2 separate regions of the Sus scrofa genome follow, and region 1 is linked to region 2. Evidence: chromatin contacts called from public promoter capture Hi-C data. All regions are on one chromosome and are shown on one strand. The core of a region is the stretch at or near the end of the contact, and the rest is flanking DNA. Distances in the headings are between cores, read along the strand shown. Region 1 holds the start of LRP1 (prolow-density lipoprotein receptor-related protein 1). Region 2 holds the start of RBMS2 (RNA-binding motif, single-stranded-interacting protein 2).

Region 1 (2,700 bases), core at 176-2,675, 620 kb after region 2:
CATTTCAAAGGGGAAAAAAATGACAAATCTCAAGCACAGGCTTTGCAGGACTGGCTATAGGAAAGGCCCAGCTGGCAAAAAGTCTGAGGTTTCCAGCCTGGGAGAGTCTACAGGCAGGTGGCCTTGGCCCTGAGCAAAGCCAGCCTGGTGGAAGTTGTAGTTTGGAGGAAAGGTCTAGCTTCTTCTGGATTCCTCTCTTGCTCTCACTGCCATCAACAAACACTCCACGCTGCTCTGCTTTCTGCCAAGGCCAGACTGGAGTGAGGATTTGGGGCCTTTTCTTGAATTTTAAAAGGGAGAAGGGTGGTGCAACCCTCCCTCATTTCAAACGTCAGTTTCCGGCAGCCGACGTTGCCTGCCTTCTCCCTGAACTCTGACTTCGTCGACACCAGAAAGTCAGACATCCATGGTACAGCCTCAAAACACCACCCAGAAGGGGGCAGTGGCCAGAGGCACATTCGCCGGGCTCTGGGAACCGCCCGGCGCCCAGTGGACTCAAAGCAGCATTCCCATAGGGACTTAGGCCAGGACAAAGGTCTGGCACTCTGCAGACACCTCCTTAGAACTCAAGGCCTGGAGACAGAGGTCTAGAGTCCCTCATCTTATTCCAAATCCCTGCTGCTTGGAATCTAAAACCCCGACTTGGTAGGAAGCCAGTCAGAAGGTATAAAAAACAAAACACCAAACAAAAAAATAAATGAGCCCAGACCTCTTGGGGCTAAGAGGGGTGGCCCTTCCTCAACCCCACCCGCTAGTGACTCACCTCCCTCCAAACCAGGGACTGCCCCTCCCGCGCCCGGTGCCAGGAGAGCAGGGCGGGGCGGGTACTAAGGTGGGCTCCATCCCCAAGCCCTAGGCGAGCGGACAAGCTCCGGCGTGTCCCCGCGGGTGTCCCTGTTTACTCCAAGCCCTAGAGCGAGGTGAGGGCGGGACTTCTCGGCCCCTCCCCCAACCCGCCCCCCTCCGCCGCAGGCCCCAATCCTGGTCCCGGTCTTACAAAGTCTCCAAATCAAAGCTCAGCCTCTCCCCGTATCTTCCCAGCGGACTGGCGGCCCCCGCCCCCACCCCGGGCAGCGGAGGCACAGTCGGGCTTTCTCGTGGAGCTCGGGCCTCGACCCAGACCTCTGGGTCTTGGATCCCCAGACCGGGCCTGATCCTAGGGCAAGACACCGAGTTTCAAAGAGAAGCCGCTCAGGGCTCCTCGCCCCCTGTTCAACCCCCCTCGCCTCTTCAGTTCTGCAGCGCAAGGGACCAAGCCCCAGTCAAGGAAAAAGGCGCTCCAGGCCCAAAACTAGCCAGCAGGGCCGGGACCCCCGCTCTAGGACCGCTAGCCAGAGATCCAAATCTGGTCGCCTCTCTGACTCCCCCTCCCCAGGGCAGCGCGCCAAATCAGCGCATGCGCACTCACAGGACTGCCGCGTAGCTCTTCCCCCCCCCTTTTTCTTTCCCCGCCCCTTCTCTCCCTCCCTCCTCTCCTGGTCCCCTCCCTCTCCCCCCTCAGCCCGCCCCGCGACACCTCAGTCCGGGTAACAGTGGTGCGAGCTCCAGGCCCGTGCACTGAGGAGGCGGAAACCAGGGGAGCCCCCAGAGCTCCATCAGGCCCCTTCCAAAGGCTCCCCCACCCGGTCCACGCCCCCACCCCCCTACCCCGCCTCCTCCCAATTGTGCATTTTTGCAGCCGGAGGCGGCTCGGAGATGGGGCTGTGAGCTTCGCCCGGGGAGAGGGGGAAAAGAGGAACGAGGAGAACAGCAGGGGTGAAGGGTTTGGATTGGGGGGCTGGGGGTGCAGCTGGTCTGCAAGCCCTTCCCAAGGGGGCTCCGAACTTACCTCGTCACCCACGCCCCTGGTGCGCTGTGCTGAAGGATAGGATAAGAATAGAGGAGGAGAAGGGAGGAAGGAGGAAAAAGGGGGACCCCCCAATTGGGGGGGGCGACGGCGAGAAGTAACAGGACCAGAGGGGAGAGGGCTGCTGCTTGCATCAGCCCACACCATGCTGACCCCGCCGCCGCTGCTGTTGCTGCCCCTGCTCTCAGCTCTGGTCGCTGCCGCTATCGATGGTGAGTGAGATCCCGCGGCCCCCTTGGACCCCTGGGGACACCCACTCCCCAGCCCCCACTCCAGCGTTCGGAGGGGAAGGGAGACGCGGGAGGGGGTGCCTTTTGTTATCCCAGTCCAGCTGACACAGCAGCGGCCCAACTGGGGGTGGGGATGGGGGGGTCCAATTTGGAGAATGGGGGCCCTGACAAATGATGCTTCAGGGACCCCCCAGCCCAAACAAAGACCAGAGGCCTAGGAAGGGAGAAGAGGGATCCCCTTTTTCTGATCCTGGGATCTAGAGGCCTTCTCTTCCTATCTCTGGTCGGGGAGGGCCTGCGCCTCTTCTACGTCCTCCACCCCCCAACCCCCCATCTGAATTGTAAAGGAATCCGGATTTACAATGTACTGGTTGCAAAAGGGGGCGGGGGTCCTTTTGCAGTGCCCTCTGAATCTGAAAGGGGGAGCCAGGTCAGGGGTGCCCTGCTGAGAGCAGACAGGCCCTGGAGAAGGCTGTGGGTGGGGAGAGGGAGGGCCAAGAGAAGGCCCCCTGCTTGGGTGTGGAATCTGGGCCCTTGGAGACCAGGCTAGGAGGCCTGGGTCCAGGATCCAGCAGGCTGCCAGCCTGGGTTCCGCGGAAATGGGCACTTCCCCTTCTCAGGGCC
Region 2 (2,700 bases), core at 140-2,639:
TCAGGGAGCCTGAGCAGCATATATAAGGACTCTGATCCGCTCTGGTTTGGGAAATCTGCGTCTTATGATTTTTTTTCCCCCATTATAAAGATTTTCCTGTATGACTAGGTCACTTTGTGTGTACAGCAGAAATTGACAGAACATTGTAAATCAACTATAATAAAAAATTTGTAATGAAAAAGATTTTTCTTATTCAAAGACCAATTGGAGAACCACCCTTATTCTACAGATTAGGGAGCCCTGATAACGCACACCCCCAACACGTACGCAAACGACATACGCACACACCTGCGCACCAGTAATACACAAGCATCACACATTACACACCAAAACACAAACCACTCACAGACCCCAAAACATCAGGACTAGAGGTAGGCTGTTCCATATCCATGCATCCCCTAAAATACACTCGAGGACCGGGGAGGAGTGAAGGGTGAGGGGTGCGGTGAGCACACGGCTCTGCCCTCAGACACGTGCACCAAGCAACACTCCGCGCCCCCCCCCCCCCGCGCTCCCAATTAAGTACGCACCTTGGACATGCACCATTCCGAGGACCGACCTGCCCAAACGCCCTCCCGGGCAGACGGCACGTTACCGCCCGAGTGCGGCGGACCCAAAGCCCCAATTCTAAAGGAAAAGGCATCGCAGGCCAATAAACGAGGAGAGAAGGAAGATGCGATGCGCTTCTGGGGGAAGGGGACTCAGAAACTAGTGAGAACGACAGTGGGAGTGGGAGCGAGCCTGTCCCCTGACCCTGCCCAGCAAGCCTTACTGATCCTGGTGCAGCGGCTGGTGGCTGTGCGGAGTCTCCCTGCCCTGCGCCGCGGCCTCACTGAGGTGGTGCCGGACGCCCCCGCCAAGGAGAGGGCTCCGGCTCAGGTGACCCCAGCCTCTCTGCCGGCAGTGACTGCCGGCCCGGCTCAGTGCATTCTGCAGAGCTTTCATAGAGCGCATCCCCCTAGACCGCCGCCGGCTCGGCTAGAGCGCCCAGGGCGTCTGAGCGGTGGCTGGAGGGAGGGGCGGAGGAATCGTGGACCAGGTGGGGGTAGTTCTGCGAGGGAGTGCAGAGCTTGGGAGGTGCGGAGGCGGCGCCCAGTGAGTGGCGTTGAAGAAGGAGGAGGGACTGGTTCCTCCAAGGCTCCAGCCACTGCCAGGTGCACTCAATCCCACCGATAAAGGGAATCGGTGAGGAGTGAGCTAGATGGAAAAATACCAAAAAGGTTGTAAAGGCTAGCTTGAAAGGGGCGGTGCCTGAGAGTTGGGATGGACAGTGTTCGTGTCCAATCGTTGAGGAAGCAAAAATCTTGGGGGCGGAGAAAAGATGAGGCTACCCAATGAAAACAAGGGGGTGTGCCGTTCGCAAAAGCCGGTGGATTCCTCCGCGCACCCGCCCTCTGCGGCGGGTCTCTCGTGCAGCCGCTGAGGGCGGGAAAGCTGAGGTGAGGCAGCTCGAAGGGCGAGGACGCGGTGGCGTCAGGACGATGGAGTTCTCGGAGAGAGAGGAGAAGCGTTCTTCTTTGCACTTGGAGAAGCATGAGCTCTGTTCAAGAGGCTTTTTAGTGACCTTCGACATTCGAAGGCCAGAACCCGCCCTCAATAACCCGCCTCGTAGTGCGGCGTGGAGGCCAAACGAACGTCTATTCTCCAGCACGCAGTGTTGGTGAGTGAGGAGTCAGATGGCTGGAAATTACCCCAACCAGGAGCAGCCCCCCCCGCCCCCGAGCGCTTCAGTGAAATCAGGAGGCCGCGAAAAAAGACACCCTGGGTTGCTTGGTTGCCTGGCTTCTCGTTTTATTTCTACCAGTTATTTGGGGACTGCTTAAAACTTAGGTATTCTTAACCTTGAGCCTGTAAACATTTTATAAACAGTTTGGTGCTCTGTCAATTTTAGCTGTTTTAATTGCTTGCTGTATTCATCACGGGCAGAAAAGATAGACAAAAAGAATTTTGAAAACTAAGCACATTTAGGAATCTTATCATTGGTAACGAGGAGAGCATTCACCTCTATCTTTACACTGTCTCACACAGCATCTGTAGTTTGTAGGAGCTCGTTGAAATAACAGCTATTATGGCGCATCAACCACTTGGTTGGTCTGTCTCTTCTTCTTACTGGAGACCTGCAGATTAGGTTATTAGTCCCGTTCTGAAGATGAGGAAACTAAGACTCCAAAATTGACTTATTTGAATAAGACAAACCCAGCTAAGTACCAGGGCCAGGAATCAGATCCAAGTCACTGACTACAAGGCTCTCTCCATCATGCTGCACTTCCCAAAATTAACCATTGAATTATCCCAGGAAATGAGCTAGTTTCTGAATGAGGCATTTAGGTGGAAGCAACAGTACTGAGAGTTGTCTAGAGGCTGGCAGTATCACAGAATGCTGCCTTTCGTTTTGTTTTTGGGTTAACATGAGCATCAAAGGGGGGAAAAAAGGAATTGCCTTTTGGCCTAGAGGTTAAGGATTCTTTGTTACTACTGTGGCTTGGGTTAGATCCCTGGCCCTGGAATTTCCGCATGTGGCCTGCATGGCCAAAAAAATAAGATAAATGAGTACTAGGGGCAGCTGTGAGAAAATCAAAATCTTTCTCTGGTGTGTTCTGTAGAGAGGGAGTTCTCCTTTGGCTTGGTTAGGGTTGGAGGGTTTATTTGATTTGAAATCAGGTGGAGTGACTTTTTGCTTTTGTTTGTTTTTCCCTTCTC

The links. Promoter capture Hi-C pulls out the DNA fragments that hold promoters and counts their contacts.
Region 1: a contact with region 2 is called in a promoter capture Hi-C map of liver, with 5 times the contacts expected there. The contact joins the promoter of LRP1 here to the promoter of RBMS2 in region 2. A contact is called at or near these places in 1 of 5 promoter capture datasets (liver) and 1 of 2 datasets of contacts at active chromatin or transcription factors (alveolar macrophages).

The regions. Positions count from the first base shown.
Region 1 is chr5:22,434,211-22,436,910 of Sscrofa11.1, forward strand. LRP1 (prolow-density lipoprotein receptor-related protein 1) reads left to right here and starts at 1,426. Exons shown (of 93, transcript XM_021091826.1): 1 at 1,426-2,058. The coding sequence starts at 1,992.
Region 2 is chr5:21,818,463-21,821,162 of Sscrofa11.1, forward strand. It overlaps RBMS2 (RNA-binding motif, single-stranded-interacting protein 2), which reads left to right and starts at 1,390. Exons shown (of 17, transcript XM_021092894.1): 1 at 1,390-1,660. It overlaps GLS2 (glutaminase liver isoform, mitochondrial), which reads right to left and starts at 1,539. Exons shown (of 18, transcript XM_003481629.4): 1 at 773-1,539. The coding sequence starts at 954.